2 separate regions of the Hordeum vulgare genome follow, and region 2 is linked to region 1. Evidence: chromatin contacts called from public Hi-C data. All regions are on one chromosome and are shown on one strand. Each heading gives the region's core, a stretch centred on a gene start, on an enhancer-like site or on the middle of the called end of the contact. The rest is flanking DNA. Distances are from core to core; before and after follow the strand shown.

What was found. A called contact is a pair of places that touch in the nucleus more often than the background predicts.
Region 2: a contact with region 1 is called in a Hi-C map of leaf, with 4 times the contacts expected there. The contact joins two enhancer-like sites. A contact is called at or near these places in 4 of 6 Hi-C or Micro-C datasets (leaf and seedling) and 1 of 1 datasets of contacts at active chromatin or transcription factors (embryo).

The regions. Positions count from the first base shown.
Region 1 is chr3H:341,829,340-341,832,471 of MorexV3_pseudomolecules_assembly, forward strand. It overlaps LOC123443805, which reads left to right. Exons shown (of 36, transcript XM_045120338.1): 35 at 63-162; 36 at 756-1,265. The coding sequence ends at 821. Among protein-coding and RNA genes, the nearest start is that of LOC123443805, 56 kb to the left of the region's middle. Within about 2 kb of position 1,627, at least 3 of the 3 cell types and tissues checked have open chromatin away from gene starts, as enhancers often do. A contact at or near this core is called in leaf and seedling, where this site is marked.
Region 2 is chr3H:342,080,310-342,083,441 of MorexV3_pseudomolecules_assembly, forward strand. No RefSeq gene overlaps it. Among protein-coding and RNA genes, the nearest start is that of LOC123443805, 310 kb to the left of the region's middle. Within about 2 kb of position 1,417, at least 3 of the 3 cell types and tissues checked have open chromatin away from gene starts, as enhancers often do. A contact at or near this core is called in leaf and seedling, where this site is marked.

The DNA of each region.
Region 1 (3,132 bases), core at 377-2,876:
TCAGGGAGTCATTTTGCCCCACCCTCTTTCTCACCTTTCTGATTTTTTCCTAATTTCTATAGGAAAGTACTTGCTTGCGTTGTTTGCGGCCGTCTAAAAAGTGCATTCCAGATAGCCTCACGAAGTGGAAGCGTAGCTGATGTTCAATATGTTGCCCATCAGGTCAGCTATCTTTTACAAATCTACATATGGTTGGCACTTAATGATCAAATGAATTTATGTGATTTCCTTTACCTGCGTCCATTACAACAAAGGGGCCGACTGATGCGCACCAAAATCAGTTGCAGTAAATAATAAATGAAAATGTACTGATTTGATTCCTTTATGTTTAGGTCAGATCTGTTTGGCCCCTGAACTTTCAAGTGTTACTCCCTCCGTTCCAAAACAAGTGCATCAAATTTGAACTAAAACCACTACACATATTTAGGAACAGAGGGAGTACTTATGTTGTTATTTGGTCCATTAACGTTAATAATGGTACCATTAGTCACTTCCACTTAAAAGTGCATCAGTTTGTCAAATGTCAGAGTCATTGACAAGTGAGGCCTATCGGTTGGCCGCTGTTTAGAAGTATTGATTTGGACCTGTCTTCAAGCCGAATAGTATACTTGGAAAGTTATGACACTTAACAGGTGTTACATCAAATTTGAGGGACTAATTTTGAAGACATCTCTCACATATAACTGATGCATAGATGAATTAAGGGAAGTGAATTTGTTTTGTTCTCTTTTCTGACTTCCATATTCTCCTGACAGGCATTACATGCAAATGCATTGCCGGTTCTTGATATGTGCAAGCAATGGCTGGCCCAGTACATGTAATTGTAAGTGTTCTGACTCTGCCGAGGGAGAATTTAAATTAGTGAAAAGAAGAAGGGTTTGCACTAAGGAACAGAATTCTGCTCTGGGCCAGGTGGGTTAATGCAGAGATCAAATTCAGGACAAGACCCACTCATCTGTATATGTTTTCGGGTGAGTGGCTGTTGATGCATTTGCACATGGGAGTGCATGTATGCGTTATGTGTGGTGTAAATTTTGCAGTTCCATTGCATCAGTGACGGATAATTCTACCATGAGGGATGGACAATCCAGAAAGTCTAGTGCGCACTTTAGTCAACGTTTCTATCAAAAGTTTGGCTGATCTTGTGTTTTTTTAGATGCACATTTGTATAGCAAAATAGTTGTACATGCAGCATGCACTCTTTAAGTAGCAGCTTTGAACTCTTGATTTTTAGCTCATGAGAAAAAAGATCAGTCTTTCAGCTAGTGCCTCCCCTGTGCAATTGGAGTATTATTATGTTTGGTGGTACTGTCGATGGTTATGTTTCTGGTTTGTGCCAGTCGCATTCTTTGTATCTTGTGAAAGCTAGCAAGAGCATCTCTAACAACAGCCTCTTGGTTCGAGACATGGTAGGAGGTCTTCAGTGAGGAATCAACTTGTGATTTACCCAACAGCCTATAAGACTCTGCTTGTATTTGTTTTTTGTCTTTTTAGGCAACTGTGCTTGTATTTGTGGCATGGTTGTACATGCAACTGCTTGTATTTGTGGCCTGCGGAACATGGGCCTGGGCCTGGGCTGGAAAGAAGCAAGCGTGCGTTCCATTTGGGGCTGCGATGCGAGTGCGTGCCCGAAAAGGAGCAGATGGAATACTGGAAGCGACGAAGAGACCTGATGCGTGTGCCAAGCAACGGCCAAAAGGTGCGGTTTCGTTGGATGGTGCCATTTGCCTGCAGCTAGAGTGGGTGCGCCACTCACTCACTCACTGTGCTGGTCATATTGAAAGTAAAATACTCCATCTATTTCTAAATATAAGTCTTTTTAGAATTTTTTCATTATAAACTACATGTAAAACAAAATGAATGAATTCATATTTTAAAATAATGTCTATATACATCCGTATATAGTTTGTAGTGAAATATCTAAAATAATTTATATTTAAAAATGAAAGGAGCAGATGTTACATAAGTAAAAAAGATAATGTAACAAATAATTAATAAGAAGAAAGTCAAATAAAATAACATAATATGTTATCATCACATAGGGATTTGTAATGTAAAATGGCTCTACAAAGTAATAAATGAGAACATCTACTCCGTCTCAAAAAAAAAATGCCGTTGATCTAATACAAAATTTATACTAATTTAGTATTAAATCCGCAAAACTTATTTTAGGACGGAGGAAGTATATGACATCATTCGTTATGAAGATAGTAATATATGCTAAGAGCAACTCGTAAAAGGGGCTATCCGACCAGTTTACAAGAGGAGGGCATTTTTTCTGCCCCAAATAGATCTCGAAAAAATGTTATTTTTTGTGGGATCTTACATATTCCGGTATGTTTCCTCTATATGTACATATGGACCTAAAAATAAGAAACGGTTGACGGAATAGAACTTTGAGCTCCTGCCACGATCTTTTAGCACGACCTCGCCAGAACGCCTCGAAGCCGGCGACCATCGGATCCTAGATGCCGTCCCGCGAGCTGCCTCCGGCCCATGAGTCGTCGCCATCACTGGAGCTGTCCCACGAGCTGCAAGGTGTGACCTCGCGAGCACCATGAGCGGCCTCCGCCCCATGAGTTGTCGTCGTCGCTGGAGCTGTCCCATGAGCTGCAAGGTGCGACCTCGCGAGCACCACGAGCTATCTAGCTACTACTGTTGCACCGCCGCTAGCTAGCTAGCTGCTGCCGTCACCTGCTCCTCGCGTTTGCCACCACAATCCCCGTCCCGCTCCACGGCGGCGGCGCCACAGGCAAGGCACAGGTGCTCCTTCTCGCGCTACAGCACCTTCGACCCAGCGCGCGCCTTATCTGCGAAGGATCTAACCGTAATCTTAAATTTTCTTGTAGGGGGCTTTATGCTATTTTGCAACACATGGCTCTCCAGGTCATCTTACACTTGGACACGGCTCAAGAACATAGGACTCTTTCCCCCGAAGAGGCAAATCTTCGATCCGGTGTCAAGCGGAGAGTTATAAGTCTCGCTGGGCTAGTGAGGGCAAGGAAAAAACAAAGCTCGAGGGTGAAAAATCTGAAAGAGGGAGACGCCAACACCAAAAAAAAAAATCATCTTTGAGTCAATGCGAGAAGGAGAAAAAAAATTCATCCATAGGCTGAGATCGGACAGGGTTGG
Region 2 (3,132 bases), core at 167-2,666, 250 kb after region 1:
TTGTAATTATTTTCTTAACTTAAATAAATCCAAAATGTCTTCTAGTGTTTCTTCTGGAAAAAAAGGCATACACATTGCAAATTGATTTTTTTTGTCCCCACGGTTAATTGATGAAGAGAATTGAAAATAATTACAGTGGCCATACAATTTTTCATACTCTTGATGCAACAATAACCCCACCAATATTTGATATAATTTGCCCCGCTGGCCAAACTAGGAGCGTCTTTTTTAGTTTTTGACACATGTTTTTTAGCGGGAGGTCCTTTTTCCTATTTAGGGGAGACGTGATCTCCAATCCACTTATACGAATACGCGCCTGAATATCAGCTTTAGTTGCTCTTTAGCTTGGCTTCCACCAAAGGATAGTGTGTCAGTTCTACTCCTACTGGCTGAAGCAACATGATGAGCACGACTACTTTTATTAAAGAAATAGCAACTTTAACAAGCAAAAGATTCGGCTGGATTTGTTTGCCTTGTAGTAGTATACTAGCGGCCAAATTCATTGTTTTAACCTTTTCGTGAAAGTTAAGTCAAAACTGATCTGCTTGAAAAAGTTTTTCGCATCTGACCTTTTTGCTATCGTGGAGACGTTGACAATAGGGTAGAACAACCTACCGCCGAGGTCTCCGGCGATAGGGTTACACACCTACCGTAAAAAGAATTATAAGTTGGGGACACAATACGCGGTTGTGCCTACCGTCGGACCCCTTGACGGTACGTTCACATGTGCTACCGTGAGCCCCTCCGGCGGTAGAACATTTTTGTACCACCAGGGTCCGTGGCGGTAGGTTGTCATACACTACCGTCAAGGATTTCAACGATAGCAAAAAGGTCAGATCTGAATTTTTTTCCAAACGAGATCAGATTCAACTTAACTTTCGTAAAAAAGACAAAAAAAGTAAACTTTCTCTTTTGTTTTGAACGAAGGGACCGAAGAATCATCATAATCTTTATTTTTTTGGTGCAAGAGGAACCGAGGAATCATCACAGGCAGAACAAACCACTCAATCAATCAGAGAAAAAAGTTGCGAGTATTTTATTTACAATTAAATCTGATTTGTATTCCATGGTGCAACGTACGGGGACACGGTGCAACCGAAGGAACAAATAATACTTATAGTAATGATTTTTTTTCTTATAGTAATATGGACTATTATAGTGTAAGAAAACTGAAAGAAACCGTAACAAAAAGGAAAGGATAAACGTAAAGCGGTGGTTGGAGGCTGACTTTGTTGTACCCTTGCGACGGTGGGAGACACAAGAGAGAGAAGCAGGAAAGGGACGGGGTGGGGAGAGATTTGGGACAGCGACCGGCGGGTGGTTTGCGCGTCCGCTAGTGGCGCGTGGTGTGCGGGGGCGAATCCATCCGACGCGTCCAGTTCAAAAGTAACGGCAGCGCCCGCGTCCTTGTCGTTCATGTGACGCGTCTGCCGATGCGATGTGCAGCGTGCGCTTTGTGTTGGTTGGACACCTACCGAACCGCCACACCCCCAACTTCCTCTCGTCTCTTCTATTTGTTGGGAAACCAAGCCGGCCAACAAGGCTCGCGCGGCTCGCACGCAGTCAGCCCTTTTTGTTTCCTAAATTCAAGTTAAATGGATACTTATCCTCTACGCCATATCCCTATGTAAGTAGAGGAGAGACAATTATTGTAATACAATTGATCATTAATAAATATTGATTCTTTCCTACACCTTGTGTCTTCTACTTTCTGTAATTGTTTACGACGTCCGCTCCCGTTCCGTAACCTTGGACCGAACTCGTCTGCAGGAGTTGCGGAACATGTTCTCAGCACGCTTCGCTCCACCAACTCTCCATCGAGCCTGCGTCAAGCCTGCACCAAGCAGGCTCTCGTCGATTGCACGGAGGTATACGATTCGATCCATCTCTTTGCAAAAATGGATTCCCTCGTCATCACGATTCCGTTTTTACGATTAGTTTTTTTCCGATTTTTATCTACCTACGGTGTGGATTTCTCTCTCCTGAACTCGCTCACGAACACGTCGCCGACAAATGTCGATGTTCATGGATTACGAGAGATTTGTTGACTACATCTAGGGGGACGGTGATGAGAAGTACTCCAGATGAGCACGACACCGCCGCGATGTACCAGATGTACACGCCCCGTGACGTCCAGCTGACACACGTTTTGTTTTCCCGAGCGCTACAGTAGCCGTCATCGCCCTACACCGCAGCTGCACCGGCCACGCCCGCTGCGTCGCGCCGGACGCTGGCCTCGGCCGCGCCGACCACCACATCAGCCAATGGTCGTGCTGGCCAGCTCATGCAGCGCTATGCCCTGGTGGCTAGCCAGCTCGTGCTCATTCTCGTGCTGCATGGAACCATGGTGCTGCGCCGGCTGGCCGCCCCTCGGCCGCACCCTGCCCTCTCATACGCCCGCTCGCGCCGGCTACTCGCCGCACCGGTCGCCGTGTCGCGCCAGCCGCGCGCTCGCCTCGCCGCCGCGCCTGCTGCGCTCGCCGGCCGCCCGTCACACCTCATCGCTCGTCCCCGCACCGCCATGCCCTGCTGGCCGCCCGGTCCGTCACGCCCAAGATGCGACCCTATCCTCAGTTTGGCACGAGAGCCTCGTCAGGGATAGAAGCGCATCTCGTCGTGTCGCAAGAGTGGATATCGTTACAAGTACATGTACTGAAAAAAAGATATATATATATATATATATATAGAATTGGCTTACACTCGCCACAAGCTACATCAGAGTCACATCAGTACAATACATCAACATCATGAATAAGAGCAGGGTCCGACTACGGACGAAAACAAACGAGAAAAGAAGAACGACGTCCATCCTTGCTATCCCAGGCTACCGGCCTGGAACACATCCTAGATCGATGAAGAAGAAGAAGAAGAAGCAACTCCAAATGAACAATCAAGGCGCTCGCGTCAAGTAACCTTTACATGTACGTGCAACTGGTGTTGTAGTAATCTGTGACCCACAGGGGACTCAGCAATCTCATTTCCAAAGGTATCAAGACTAGCAAAGCTTAATGGGTGAGGTATGGTTAAGTGGTGAGGCTGCAACAAGCAACTAAGCATAATATAAGTGGTTATCTTACGAGTACAAGAATAAAGAGGGGGGTGAACTACGCATAACAGACGTGGTCTACTGTT